Linked DNA regions of Mus musculus: region 2 is linked to region 1. The links are chromatin contacts, called in public Hi-C maps. All regions are on one chromosome and are shown on one strand. Each heading gives the region's core, a stretch centred on a gene start, on an enhancer-like site or on the middle of the called end of the contact. The rest is flanking DNA. Distances are from core to core; before and after follow the strand shown. Region 1 has its middle 13 kb from the start of Eml4. Region 2 overlaps Eml4 (echinoderm microtubule associated protein like 4).

The links. A called contact is a pair of places that touch in the nucleus more often than the background predicts.
Region 2: a contact with region 1 is called in a Hi-C map of centroblasts, with 2.3 times the contacts expected there. The contact joins two enhancer-like sites. A contact is called at or near these places in 5 of 39 promoter capture datasets (the C10 cell line, the HPC-7 cell line, embryonic stem cells and 2 more), 1 of 15 datasets of contacts at CTCF or cohesin (CD8 T cells), 11 of 484 Hi-C or Micro-C datasets (B cells, CD8 T cells, CD8 central memory T cells and 7 more) and 2 of 115 datasets of contacts at active chromatin or transcription factors (bone marrow-derived macrophages and embryonic stem cells).

What each region holds. Positions count from the first base shown.
Region 1 is chr17:83,334,630-83,341,917 of GRCm38.p6, reverse strand. No RefSeq gene overlaps it. Among named protein-coding and RNA genes, the nearest start is that of Eml4, 13 kb to the left of the region's middle. Within about 2 kb of position 2,022, at least 20 of the 459 cell types and tissues checked have an H3K27ac peak or open chromatin away from gene starts, as enhancers often do. A contact at or near this core is called in B cells, centroblasts and centrocytes, where this site is marked.
Region 2 is chr17:83,395,357-83,402,103 of GRCm38.p6, reverse strand. All of the region lies in intron 1 of Eml4 (echinoderm microtubule associated protein like 4), which reads right to left. Among named protein-coding and RNA genes, the nearest start is that of Eml4, 48 kb to the right of the region's middle. Within about 2 kb of position 4,158, at least 147 of the 459 cell types and tissues checked have an H3K27ac peak or open chromatin away from gene starts, as enhancers often do. A contact at or near this core is called in B cells, centroblasts and centrocytes, where this site is marked.

The DNA.
Region 1 (7,288 bases), core at 773-3,272:
GGGAAGAGGAACCTGAAAGTGTAGGGACTAGAAAAGGGGGGAGGGGGTTGGGGAGGGATCAAAATTTGAACCCATATCAGTTTGCTTCTAAAGGCCAAGTTCTTCTCAAGGCACCTGTTCGCCTTTTGTGTCTTTGGGGGTTTCCTGGAACTCTGTGGACGCCCAGGTGAAGCACTTCTCAGCAATACAGTTTGAGAAACAGTGGTGTGATCAAAGAACTGCTTTGTGGAGATTAACCTGTGGGTGGATAAACGGGAGGAGGGAGTGGAAGTGTGGAATCCAATTAGGATTGAGTAGGGATGTCGCTGGCCGGAGAGCAGTTGCAGAAACATCCAGAAGAAAATAGGGTGAAGGAAAACAATGCACAGATCCCTTGCTGGCCCGCTTGGCTGGTGGCCTCCCGGAACTGAGTAAGGAGGAAGGCATAAAGGAGGGTCCCCCAGGTTCCTGGCCATGGAAAGAATGGTGGTAGCATTTACTGAAAGTGGGAAGCTAGGGACAGGAGAAAAATGAAGATGAAAATATACAGCGATTAATTTCTTTCTGTGGGAAGCTGAGGGGAGTCAGAGGTTATCTTTGGCAGCTGGGGCCCAGGCACGTGACCTAAGCCATTTGTATAGTATAAGCGAGAGAGCGGCATGGAGCTTAAAAAGGGACTGAGAAAGCGAGGAATCTCCGTGATAATGTTGGGGGGCGGCGACCACAGCAAATACCAGCGCAGCGTCCCCACCCGCTTCTGTCCGTAGGTGAAGTTGGCCTTGCTCTCTGTGCCCTAGACTTCCTGGGTTTTCTTGCCAGCTTCCTGTGGCTGTTCTTCCAACTTTCCTGCCAACGAGCAGGCCACTTGATACCCTCTCAGTGAGTTTCTTCTCTGCCTGAGTTAGCCAGAGTGGGTTTCTGTTGTTTGCAGTGGAGAACCCTTGAGTGGGTACAAACTCCGCCTTTCGTTTTAAACAGACTTAGGCTTGGTGAAGTCTCCAGTGCATGGCTTCAAATGTGGAATTCATATTTAGGGTGGGAGTTGGGGCTAAGTCATAGAAATAATTAGGAGAAAAACTCTGCGAGGGCCTGGAAACAGGCTGACTGCAGAAGCTGAAGGAGCTCCGATATCCGACAACCGAGAGCAGGCATGAGGTTAGACACAAGGATAGGCGGCAAGAGGGTGTGGACGGAGCCTGCCACCCGGTTACAGGCTCCTGCAAAGCATCTATCTCTCTTTTACTCTTTTAAATTATTTATTCTTATTTTATGTTCATTGGTGTTTTGCCTGCATGTATGCCTGTGTGATGGTTACAGATCCCAGGAACTGGAGTTCCAGATAGCTGTGAGCTGCCATGTGGGTGCTGGGAATTGAACCCTGGGTCCTCTAGAAGTCCAGCCAGTACTGTTAACTGCTGAGCCATCTCTCCAGCTCCCTGATAGATATCTCAGTTGAGAATCTTTGGAATATCCAGTATTGATGGCACCAAATCCTCCCCCCACCTCCCTCCCTCCCTCCCTCCCTCCCTTTTCTTGTGTATGTGTGTATGTATATGTGCATGTTCATGGGGTTGAACCTGCATGTGAGTGTTGAGATCAGAGGTCAAACTTGAGTGTCTGGCTTTTTTACCTGGGGCTCTGGGCTCCTCACACTTGTGGGGTCAGCAGTTTACGCTCTGAGCTGTCTCCTCAGCCCCAAACACCAAATTTTAAATTCAAGAACTAAAAAACCAAACACAGTATCAAATTATTACCAAACTCTTACAATCTCTTACCAAAAAAACAACAACAACAACAAAAAAAAAAACCAAAAAACAAAAAAACAATCATAGTTAGATATTGACTGTCATAAATAATAACAACAATAGCTTGTTTTCTATTCTTTGAAATCATTCTCCAAGTATCAGTAGCCTATGAGTAAGGATCCCAGCTTTGAGAACTGTAAGAAGGGATACATGGTTTCCTGAGTGCAGACCTGGTCTACGCCCATAAGATTAAAGAGGTTCCCGCCCTTACCTTACGTCTTTCCTAGGTGTAACTCAAGCTCATAGAGTTTCCCTAGTGGGCGCAGGCAGGAAGCCCGTCCCTTTGCATGCAAACTGGAGAGGCAAGCTCCTCCCGCCCACCGTGGTGTTGTTAGAGCAGTAACAACTGTGGCTGTAACTTCAGGGTCCTTGTGGGTATGATAAAGCAATACCTTTGCCATTAAGCAGTCTGGGAATCATTTTATTAAAAACCAAGATATAAAATCAGTCATTTGAGCTGGAGTAGGTCGTCCCCTTTAAGGATAGTTGTATTGTGTGAGCGCGTGCAAGCACGATGCACATGGGTCATGCCTGTAGACACAGCCACAAAGCTTTTCACACGTCTCTCCTCAGCATACAGCTTTGCTTGTTCCATTTAGTGTGTTTAATAAGGCAGAGACTGGCAGTGAAGTCCTCCCCGTTAGAAGGGGACTTTCCACTTTTCTTATTTTTAAATTTTTTACTTTGTTTGGTTGTTTGGTTGGTTGGTTTTTCAAGATAGGGCTTCTTTGTGTAGCCTTGGCTATCTTATAGCTAACTCTGTAGACTAGGCTGGACTTGCACTCAGAAAGATCCACTGATCTTTGCCTCCCAAGGCCTGGAATTAAAGGCATATGTCATCACCACCCTGCTATTTTTATTATTTGAATGTGGTGTGTGTGTGTGTGTATGTTTGCATCTAAGTAAATGAACATTTCAAATAAGGCATTTCTATAATTAAACTGTGGTACTTCAAGCGTTGACAAATCTACAAGTTGAATGCTATTCTATGTGCTGGCTGTATAGATTTTATTTTGAAACTGAAAGTTTCATCCCACAACAAGCAGCACTTTTGACCCAGCCTGTGAAACATGGTATGACCAGACACACAGTTCACAGTGAAGCGGGCTTTACCCAGGCAAGACCTACAGAAGAGCTCAAGGTCCTTCAGAGTTAAAGTTGTAGAGAGCACATCTTGGGGTTGCTGATCTCATTTATCCATAATACAGTGCGAAACAGGGGTCTTTATGGTGGCCACACCACAGGTTTAGAAATGTTGGCATAGAAAATCATGGCAGGCATTTCCCAAAGGCAGAGATATAAGTTGATAACTGTGTATAAGAATAGGAATATTTAAAATTTAGTACACCCCATAACGTCTGTGCAAGGATGCTTGCAGCTGTTTTTTTGTTTGTTTGTTTGTTTTTCTAGATAGGGTTTCTCTGTTTAGCCCTGGCTGTCCTGGAACTCACTTTTGTAGAACAGGCTGTCCTCGAACTCAGAAATCCGCCTGCCTCTGCCTCCTGAGTGCTGGGATTAAAGGCACCACCACACCCAGCTTCAGCCGTTTTTTTATTTCTAATTGCCCCAGGCCTGGCAACATCCCAGATCTCCTCCAGCAGATGAAAGGACAAACTAAATACCATTTCTAGCAAAGAAGTGAACTACAGAGCCATGAGAAGACATGGGGCTGGCAGGCACAGGGCACAGAGCATGTGGCTCACACTTAATAGCTTGCCTGGCAAGCCTAGAGTAACAGGTTCAATCCCTAGTACTACGGAAACTGGGTGTGGCACTGCACACCTGTAATCCCAACTGTAGAGAGGGTCGAGGCATGAGGAGCATAGCTTCAAACTCAACCTCGGCTACATGGTAAACTGGAGGCCAGGCTGGGCTACTTGGGACTCTGTTTTAAAAAGGTACATAGATAGGTGTTCAGAAGGTCACCGACAAGAAGGTGCCTCCCGTTCAAGTCTCTCCCCTCATCAAGCATGGCCAATACTCTGCTCTGGTCCCTGGCTTGGCCTACAGTTACCTAAAACCCCCTGGGCAGAAGGAAAGATGAGCTGAAGCAGACTGAGACAGAAAGGCAGAAGCTCAAGACCACAGACAGCATCCTCCACTGAGGCACCACCGGGCTAGCCTCTCTCTAGTTGCTGAGGATGAGTAAAGCCTTGTTTTATAGAAAGCACTCATGTGCGTGCACACACACAAGTGAAGCCATACAGAGGAGACTTAAGTGCACATTGATATGAAAAAAATTATATATACTGTATAATTGTAAGTATATAGCACTGTATCTAGTTGAAAGGCAAAACTACAGAGACAGTAAAAAGATCAGCCAAAGGTTTGTGAGAGAGAACAATAAATATGCAGAGCGTGAAAGATTTATTTATCTTGTAAAGTGACAACTACTCTGTGTCATCGTGTAAAGATGGTAACAGGCCATGAGTCATTGCTCAAAGCTGTAGAATGTACAGCACTAAGAATGACCCCCTAACGTACCTCGGGACTTTGTGGGTGAGAGCGGCAAGTGGATTGTAAAAAATAAAGGTAGTACTTTAGGGAGGAAAGGTTGGAAACCGGCAGTGTATGCACTGAAGGAACTGGGCCCAAAGGCAATACCAAAGAACAGAAATTGGCAGAGGTTAGTAAAGAAGAGAATAGAAAGGGGAAAAGTTAAAACAAGGGAATAGTGGGCTGGGGAGAGCTCAGTGGTTAAGTCACTCGCTGCTCTTCCAGAGAACCAAGCACCACAGGGTGGGTCACAACTGTCTATAACTTCGGTTCCAGGGATCTAACGCCCTCTTCTGGCCTCTGTGGGCACTGCATGCATATATATATATATATATATATATATATATATATATATATATATATATATATATATACAGAGAGAGAGAGAGAGAGAGAGAGAGAGAGAGTGTTTAATAATTCAATCACTCAAGAGGCTGAGGCAAGAGGATCATGAGTCTGAAGCCAGCCTGAGGTATGTATATGTACACTACCTCAAAACAACAAAACAAGCCGGGCAGTGGTGGCACACGCCTTTAATCCCAGCACTTGGGAGGCAGAGGCAGGCGGATTTCTGAGTTCGAGGCCAGCCTGGTCTACAGAGTGAGTTCCAGGACAACAAGGGCTATACAGAGAAACCCTGTCTCAAAAAACCAAAAACCAAAACAACAACAATAAATTGGTCAACAGAATTCAAATAGAAAAAAAATGTGGGTTTTTTTTTCAAAGATTTGTTTTTATTTTATCTGTGTTCGTGTGTGTGTGTGTGTGTGTTCGCCCCACCTGTGTGCCTGGTGCCTGTAGAGACTTATAAGAAGGTGTCATAGCCCCTGGAACTAGAGTTAAAGATGTGCCAACCATCAGGCAGGTGCTAGGAACTGAACCAGGTCCTCTTCAAAAAGAGCCAGTGCTCTTAACCCCCTGAGCCATTGCTCCAGCCCCCAGAAAAAAAATTTTAAATAAACAATGTAGATAAGAAACACATATAAACACGTTAAACAGCTGGCAGGTACTCAAGAGGCTCAGCATTTCTGACAGGGATAAGTATACGATCCCTAACCTGTGACTCCTTTACCTCAGAGATTTCATTTTGAGTAATAAGCCCAGAAGAAATCATCTGAGCTTTACCTGCAGGGCAGTTGCCTGAAAATATTTTTTAATATTGCAAAACCAGATTAAAAAAAAAAACCCATATGTGCAATTAAAGGATCATGATTATACAAGTTCTAGCTGTAAGCTGAAATTATTCAGTTATAAAAGTCGTAACGTAAGAAACGGTTTAAATATGCAGAAAAATGTTGCCATTTTATTAAGTGAAAAAAAATTACAAAAATAGTACTGATGATTCCAAGGAGACCGTAATCTGTATGTGAATCGACATATGAAAAAGCAAAAGCTATCTGCTGATGTGTTTGTAATGGTTACTTCTGGGTTCTGGGGTTATAGACAGTAGTTTATTCTTACAGTGTATCCTACTTTGATTCGGTGTATATGTGACTTTGGATCTATGTTTAAAACAACCAATAGGGGCCAGGTGTGGTAGCACATGCCTTTAATCCCAGAACTTGGGAGACAGAAGCAAGTGGATCTTTGCGAATTCGAGGCCAGCCTGGTCTACAAAGTGAGTTCCAGGACAGCCAGGGCTACACAGAGAAACCCTGTCTTGAAAAAAAAAAGACAAAATAAAGCAAAACAAACAAAAAAATACCAAAAACAAAACACAACACTAGTTTGTGTTCTATCTTGATTCAATTATGAACCAGGTAACTAGGCATAAGAGCACATGCTTGCCATCCTAGCATTTGGGGAGTAGAGGCAGGAGGATCAGGAATTCAAGGGCCCCCTCAGCTGTGTAGCAGTCTGAGTTCACCTGGTACCAGTTAAGAGTTCATCTCAAAAAGCCCAACAAAACAAAACACCGTCAACAACAAAATTATGACCCAACAGCTTTTCTGTTGGAGCGGGGGGGGGGGGGGGGGGGGCAGGTGTGGGGGTGTGGGAAGGGACAGGCGGTGGTAAAGGTGATAGGTGGGGGGAATTGGATACCGAGGGCTTAAATTGCAAAACTCAGCTCTAACGTCCTTGTAAAGAGAGTCAGTTCTGCTGAATCAGTGAAGTCGGAGAAAAGCGGCTTTCTCTCAACCAATCAATGGTCCTTAAACGGTTGCAATGACTTTTGGCTAACTCGTCCCAGTCTGGGAGCAGCGGTGACAATAGAGCAGTCCTTGTATATTTAAGCCCCAGTTCTGTCTACCTGGGGCTCTGGGCTCTAAGCTGTTCGTTGTTGTCTCTGTATTACAGGACACTCTAGAGACAGTGTGGGGACAGTTGGTATGAGGGTGAGCTCGGTCTGTAAGCCTTATCCTAGCGTTCGTCACCGGGTAAGGCAGATCGTCCAAGGAGCTGTCTGCTGCCACTTCCGGTTTCCCCTTTAAGCCTCCTCCCTGATAGTATTTATCCTTTTTGAAACTATGTTTTTTAAAACTGATCTTCATATCATTTTTAAAGCATGCATGTCGGTGCATATGAATGCAAGTGTCCGTGGAGTCCAGAAGAGAGGGTTAGATTTCCCGGAGATAGAGTTAGAAGTGGTTGTGAACCAAGGTGCTGGAAACCAGGTTTAAGTCTGCTTGAGCAGTGGTTCTGTGGTCACAACTCCTTGGGGGGTGGGTGTCAAACAATCTTTCCTAGGGGCCTCATATCAGATATCCTGCATACCAGATATTTACACTGTGATTCGTAACAATAGCAAATTTAGAGTTAGGAAGTAGCAATGAAGCCAGCCGAGCAGTGGTGGCACACGCCTATTAATCCCAGGACTTGAGAGGCAGAGGCAGGTGGATTTCTGAGTTGGAGGCCAGCCTGGTCTTCAGAGTGAGTTCCAGGACAGCCAGGGCTACACAGAGAAACCCTGTCTCGAAACAAAACAAAACAAAACAAAACAAAACAAAACAAAGAAGTAGCAATGGAGAGAATTTTATGGTTGGGGGGTCACTACAACCTTAGGAACT
Region 2 (6,747 bases), core at 2,909-5,408, 58 kb before region 1:
GTAAACTTATCAGAGGACATCACTTAACCTCAACACAAAGGAAAAAAGTAAACCTAACATCAGGCTTAGTATTTGTGCCCCCGTGTCTCCATGGATGAAGAGTCTGGGGGGCAGAGGTGGATCTACATAGTGGCTAGACTTCCCAAACTGTTAAGTTAAAATTTACAAATTCATTTAAATTGGGTGTACTGAAAGCCTGCAATCATATGCAAAAATATATACATAAAGCAGACTAAAACACAAAGGCAAAGTTATAAAATGTCAGTTATATAAAGTATGTTCATATGCTCTAAGCAGGAAGACGCACATGAACAAGGTACAGAAAGGACAAGTGTTCCCACCAGGACAGACTGGCGCTTAACTACACTAGGATTCAGAATGCAAACCAACAGGGCAATCTGCAAATAGGAAACAGGCAGATGTAGCACACAACACCCCTGAAGGAACAGCATCCCAGATAAACAATTCCTATAAATCAGTTTTTAAAGATCTTACAGAAAAACTGGCAAAAGCCTGAACACAGAAAAGGAACTATTACAAATGACCAATGAAAAAAACGGGCTGAGGTTTGAGTACATAGATCTTGGTGAGGAAAATTGCAACCGTACCAAATACTATTTTACGCATATCTGTGCAGGGTGGGAGTGATTTTCTCTTCTATAAAAGATAGGGTGAGATGAACAGATTATATTTATTTTTTTATGTGTGATAATGTAATTACTTTTGCAAATTAAATTCCAAAAAGAAAGAAATGAAGTTGTATTCCCAAAGAGCCCTGAGATTTTATAGCATACAAATAAGAAAATTGGGAGGATTTTTAAAAAAATCATAGTTGTTAATAATATGACCCTTAGATCTATTATGTGTCTATTTTTAAAAAAGTCCATCTATGAGAAGACATACAATATAAATTGCCAGGCTGACTTCAAATTCAGAGACCTACCAGTCTCTATCTCCTTAAGAGCTGAGATTAAAGGTGTGTGCCATCACTCCTGGCTAAAATGCCAGACAGAAGAGTAATGGCAGATTACACAAGAACACTAGAAATGTCCAGAGTAAGAACTTGGAGAAACCATTAAAACAGCACATACAGTTTAACAACTGTACAGCCCAAATGACAGTCAGCAGGTGTTAATCAAATAAGTCACTATATTGTGGCATGCCACACAGATCATAAAAAGGCCAGTGCATATTTATAATCACAAACATATGCTGACTACAGAACGAACACACTGTAGAGGAAACCCTGCAGCTCAGCATCAATGCTGTAGTGTCTGTCTGTGCAGAGTGGTTTCAGTTGGTAAACACACGGAAATGCAGGAACAAGTCTCTGGGAAATAGGATTTCAGAGAATTTTCAGATGAATTTCCTATAAAAAAAATGTAAGCAAAGTAATTTTTTGTTTGTGGTTTTAGGAGATGGTTTCTCTCTATGTAGCCTTGACTATCCAGGAACTCTGTAGATCAGGCTAGCCTCAAACTCACAAAGATCCACCTGCCTCTGTCACCCAAGTGCTGGGATTAAAGGAGTGTGCAAGCACCACCCTGCCACACACACAAAAAAGTTTTGTAAAGAGTACTTTTGAGGTCCTCCTGCTCACAGATAAGGACTAGAGAAACCAGGGCTGTTGAGCACACGGCTGGTCTCTTCAACAGGAGGATACATAGGCATGCCTTCCACCCAGGAGGCTGGGAATAGATAGCTCAGGGATCCCAGATTAGTACGTTTATCCCAGACTCTCCCTCCCCAGAGCTTTATCTTAAGCGCTGTTTCTTAGACAATACACCACCCTTAGTAGGGAATGTCACGTGATAGCCTGCTCTCCTCTAAGCTGTCTCAGTCAGACAGCACACCAGATCCCAGGCCCTTACAGAACCCATCTTCACTCTACAAGTCAAATGTGCTTGACAAAAGAGTTTTACACTTTAAGTTTTTTTGTGAACGTGGGGTTGAGATCATTGTTACCAGGAAACTTTTCTCCCAAACTGTACTGTACTGTACTTAAATATGTCTAAGATTAACTGTCTAGTGTCAAGACTGGAAGTTTGAACTAGCACCAGCTACTGAGGAGCGCTGACCAGGGTCTCCTTCTTGCACAGAGAATCCTTCCTCTGCTGGCATGAGGCTTGGAGGGACCCCAAAGAGTAAAGTAAAATTATGTTATGGACTTTTTTGTTCAATTAAGTGAAAATCCTTCTGTAAACTTATAAATATGATATTCAATGCATATTACCAGTAACGAGAGGTATGGAATCATTACAAAGTACTCCAAGGCCTTCAAATACCTCCTCTTAAAGACACAACAAAATCTATAACTAATTTGCCAGTTAGTGGAACAGGGGGAAAAAAGGAGAAAGAGATACAGAAGTTTGTTTTTTCCCTACTGGCAGAGGCACTTCTTCATCACCCAGCAACTTACCTTTATTGTTTGACTATTAACCGGACTGGGTTGTCATTAAATACGTCTGCAGAGAGTCAGAAATGATGTAACTCTATATCAAAGAGTCAATGCCAATTTGCATTCTGCAATAGCTAAGATTAATTCCAGGAAATAACTGTAAGGAAAGCGTGCGCGCGCGCGCGCACACACACACACACACACACACACACACACACACACACACACACACACCACACACACACACACACACATACAGCACTGGTTGCTCTTCCAGAGGTCCTGAGTTCAATTCCCAGAAACCTCATGGTGGCTCATCTGTAATAAGATCTTCAGGTGTGTCTTAAGACAGCCACAGTGTACTCATACACATAAAATAAACAAATTTAAAAACAAAACAACAAACCAAAGGAAAAGGTCTATGCTGGAAACACAAATGCACATATAGACACACTCGGGCAGGGTTTAATGTTTCTTACTAATCTGAATATCTTATTTCCGAAGTAAAAATCTTCTAGAAGAAGAGTTTTTAACTAAATAATATTTTAAAACTCAGGTATTTTAAATTTGTAGTAATCAGTAATATTCATTACCTCTGTTTAACAATACAATGATAACAAAAGCAAGACTCCTTTCTGATTTTGAAAGTGAAATAATACTTTGGGTGGTTTAAATAAGGATGGTCCCCACAGGCTCATATATTTGAATACTTAGTTACCATGGGGTGACACTACTTAGGAGGTGTGGCCTTGCTGGAGGACCAGGTGCTCTCAGCTTCTTTTCCAGCACCTGCCTGCATGCTATCACACTCCCCACCATGAGCATAATTGACTAAACCTCTGAGACAGTACGGAAGCCCCTCATTCCAAGCTTTCTTTCAGAAGAGTTGTTTTGGCCATGGTTCACAGCAACAGAACACTGAGACACACTTATCTACTTTAAAAAAGACTGCTTTTCCCTTGTAAGCTATTGTCACTAAAAGTCATCTAGCATATAACACAAAAAATTGTGTTTAAGAAAATGAAAAAGGGGGATGGAGAGATGACTCAGCAGTTAGGAGCATTGGTTGCTCTTCCAGAGGTCCCCGAGTTCAATTCCCAGCAATCATGCGGTGGCTTGCAACCAATTACAATGGGATCTGATGCCCCGTCTTCTGGCACATAGGTATAATTGCAGATAGAGCATACATACATAAAACAAATAAATATCTTAATTAAAAAAAAAACATGAAAAAAGGTCATTTTACTACTGTAATCCAAGGATGGTACCTAGTTTCAAAAAAATAGTAACTATTCTATCATTAATCCAATACAAAATTTAAAATATGTGCAGATAATTCTGTTTCCATGAGGGCTTTGGTTGGACCTGACTGAGGATGAAATATACAATCTGATTTTTTAGGAGGCACTATTTTAAATTGCTGTCCACGAAAAGCTAGTGCTTTCTATTCTTTTCTCAAGGATAATAGTACATTACATAACTAACTTATGTAATATATTATTCTTGAGAAAGGATTAATATCTAATTAATATCTAAGAAGAGTATGCTTCTTAGGAGAAGAAAACCGTGTAGCACACACTTGTTATAAAGTGAGCAGTTTTAAGTACTCAGAGCACTTAGGCCAACACTTATGCCATTCTTTTCGGGCACACTTAAGAGTGCAGGGAAGAACAGGATCTTGATTAGTCCCCACCTCCAGCCTCTTTTGTTCAAGCAAGTCAAGTGTGACAGACAGGACTCTTCTACATACAGGAATCACACACTGAAGCCACTGGCAAGCTGTCTTCCGCTCTTAGCATTTCTGCCTGTTTCCTGCTGCCTTTCCGGACACTGCAAGAAAACCCCAGCTCAAAATCTCACGACATACTTGACATTCTGAGGAAATCCTCTCCATCCAGATGGCCTATCACAAAGCCCATCTAGGCTGACACAAGTAAAACATGCTTAAGACAGTCCCTCTCCTGTCCCTTTGCTCTCTGAGCTAAAAGTTTTCTGCTCATTGATAAAGTGACACAAAGAAGCTGAAGGAGAGCAAGCAAACAGGAAACAGAACTGCCTCAGGCCACAGAGACAGCTAACAGACGTGATTGCCACAGCCATGCGCTGGCTTGAGGCTGGTTGGAGGCTTGGGTGCTTCAGCTGCTCCTCATCCACAGCTTCAAATCCAAACCCAAGTTCTCCTTCTTCTGAAACTGCAACACAGTACCATTTCTATAAATACCACTTCAGAAGTACAAAAGTGATCATTTTTTTGGGTAGGAAATAAAAATAAACACTGTGCGTGCAGTGGCAGGTCACACTTCCTTCTTCCTTTTGCTTTTGTTTAAAATGAAACCCACTTGGAGCATAAAGAATAATCACTTTTCATTAATTTTAAAACCTAAATATTTAGACTATATATGATATAACCATTTCACTAATAAACATAATTAAGTCATTTTCAAAATTATTTTAAAATGTTACAAGCTATAGTAGTATCAATTAATCTATAAGATAAAACAATTCACGACTGCTTGTATACACTCATTTTAAACCATTGATGCTGACAAGTAACGTAAAGTCAGAGATATTTCAGTCTGTCTCACACCATGTAAAGCCAGGTGACAATGAATATAATGGTTTTTTTTTCATGTGAGAGGCTGTTATTACAGAGGCACCTCTGAAGGGGGGGGGGGAGTGGTGGTGAGGGGAAGAAGTGAGGAAGGGAGAAAGAGTTACAATGTATTTTTTGTGTGAGCACTTCTGAAGTCAACTAAACAACAGATTCACAAAAAAGTATTGAAGGTGGCAGAGGATTTTCTTCAATTTGTTACTTTAAAACTTTGTATTTACAAAAAACCTATACCAACCCAAAATAAACACAAGTAATATGACTGCTATAAACACATTCACACACAAAAAAATAGTTAATAAATGAACCGTAACCCAAACGGAACATGCAGAGCTGTGAAGGAGAGGAGACTACACAGGATCAATGAATCTGTAAGCTGATAGAAGTGGAATGTGGAAAACCACCTACATTTATTTCCAATAACCTTGTGGGAAAGTGGGAGCCTTTAAAAGAGTATTCTACAATAAGAATTCAGAAAGCAACTGTTCTGATTAACAACTGGTACAGATCATCAATAGGTAAGCAATGGAGAGACTAATGAGACTTAAGTGAGCTGCGGAGTGCGTCTGAGTCATCACAAATTAGGAAGCCTTCAGATTCTTAATAATGATTCCCAGGGAGCCAGAAGCAGTTGTATGTTAACTTTAACCTCCCAATTTCAGCTGGTTCTATAGTTCTTTAAACTGCATGATGACAGCCTCTTGAAGTTAAGAAGTGCTTTCTATCTAGGATTAGCAAAACCACTTCTTTCTCTTCTGCAGTATGACACAACCAACCTTTTTCTCCACATCAATTTGATAAGATAAGAGTACTAATAATTTACTTATAGATTATATTAGATTGGTAATTCTTTCTTCTCAAATAAATCTGAGTTTGGGCCAGAAAGCTAGGCTCCTACTCTTAGTTACTATGTTTGAGAACTATCTACTATCTACTTTGTTGGACATCCCTCCTGAAAGACCTATACAAACTCTTTCAAGTATATGAATACTGTATCTAAAAGTTGTTCAAGATGCCAAAGAAAAGGGCTGGTCTAGTGGCAGAGTATGGCATAGCACTAATTAGACTGATTGTGGATCAAAAGAAAAGGAGAAGTGGGCAGTGAAGGAAGAGGGGAAAGGAATGAGGGAAGGAAACCCAGGAGAAAGGAGGGAGAGCTGGAAACAGTGGCAAGAGAACAGGAGAAGAGGAAGAGAAGGAACAGAGGAAAGGGAGGAAGAGAGGGGAGGTAAGACGAGAGAAGGAAGAAGAAGGGGACAAGGTGCTGAAAGGAACTGTGACAGTTAGTTGCATGGTCATCACTGGAGACAAACCCTCTGGATGCCGGCATTTCTAAGCTGAGCTGACACAGGAAGACCCTTCTTCCCTGAGTGTAGGTGGAGCTACTTACACTCCATGGGCTGGGGTTCAGGATTAAATAAAAGGGAACAAGTAGACTTGAGTATCAACACTTCCCCCTGCTTCCTGGTTGTAGATGCAATGTGACCAGCTACTTCAAGATACTGTCATCATGCCTTTCCCACCATGACAGACCATAACGTCACATCAGGAACCCAAATAAACCCTGATTTTCACAAGCTGCTTTTGTACCAGAACCTAAAATGTTTTCATCCCCAGCAATCTGCTCATTAGAAATGAGAAATGAAAAGTGTAGTGCTAATACCCTACAGTGACGTGAGAGACTGGAACAGTCTCTTCCTCCCTGTCACCACAGACAGAGTCAGCTAAGGAAAGATCA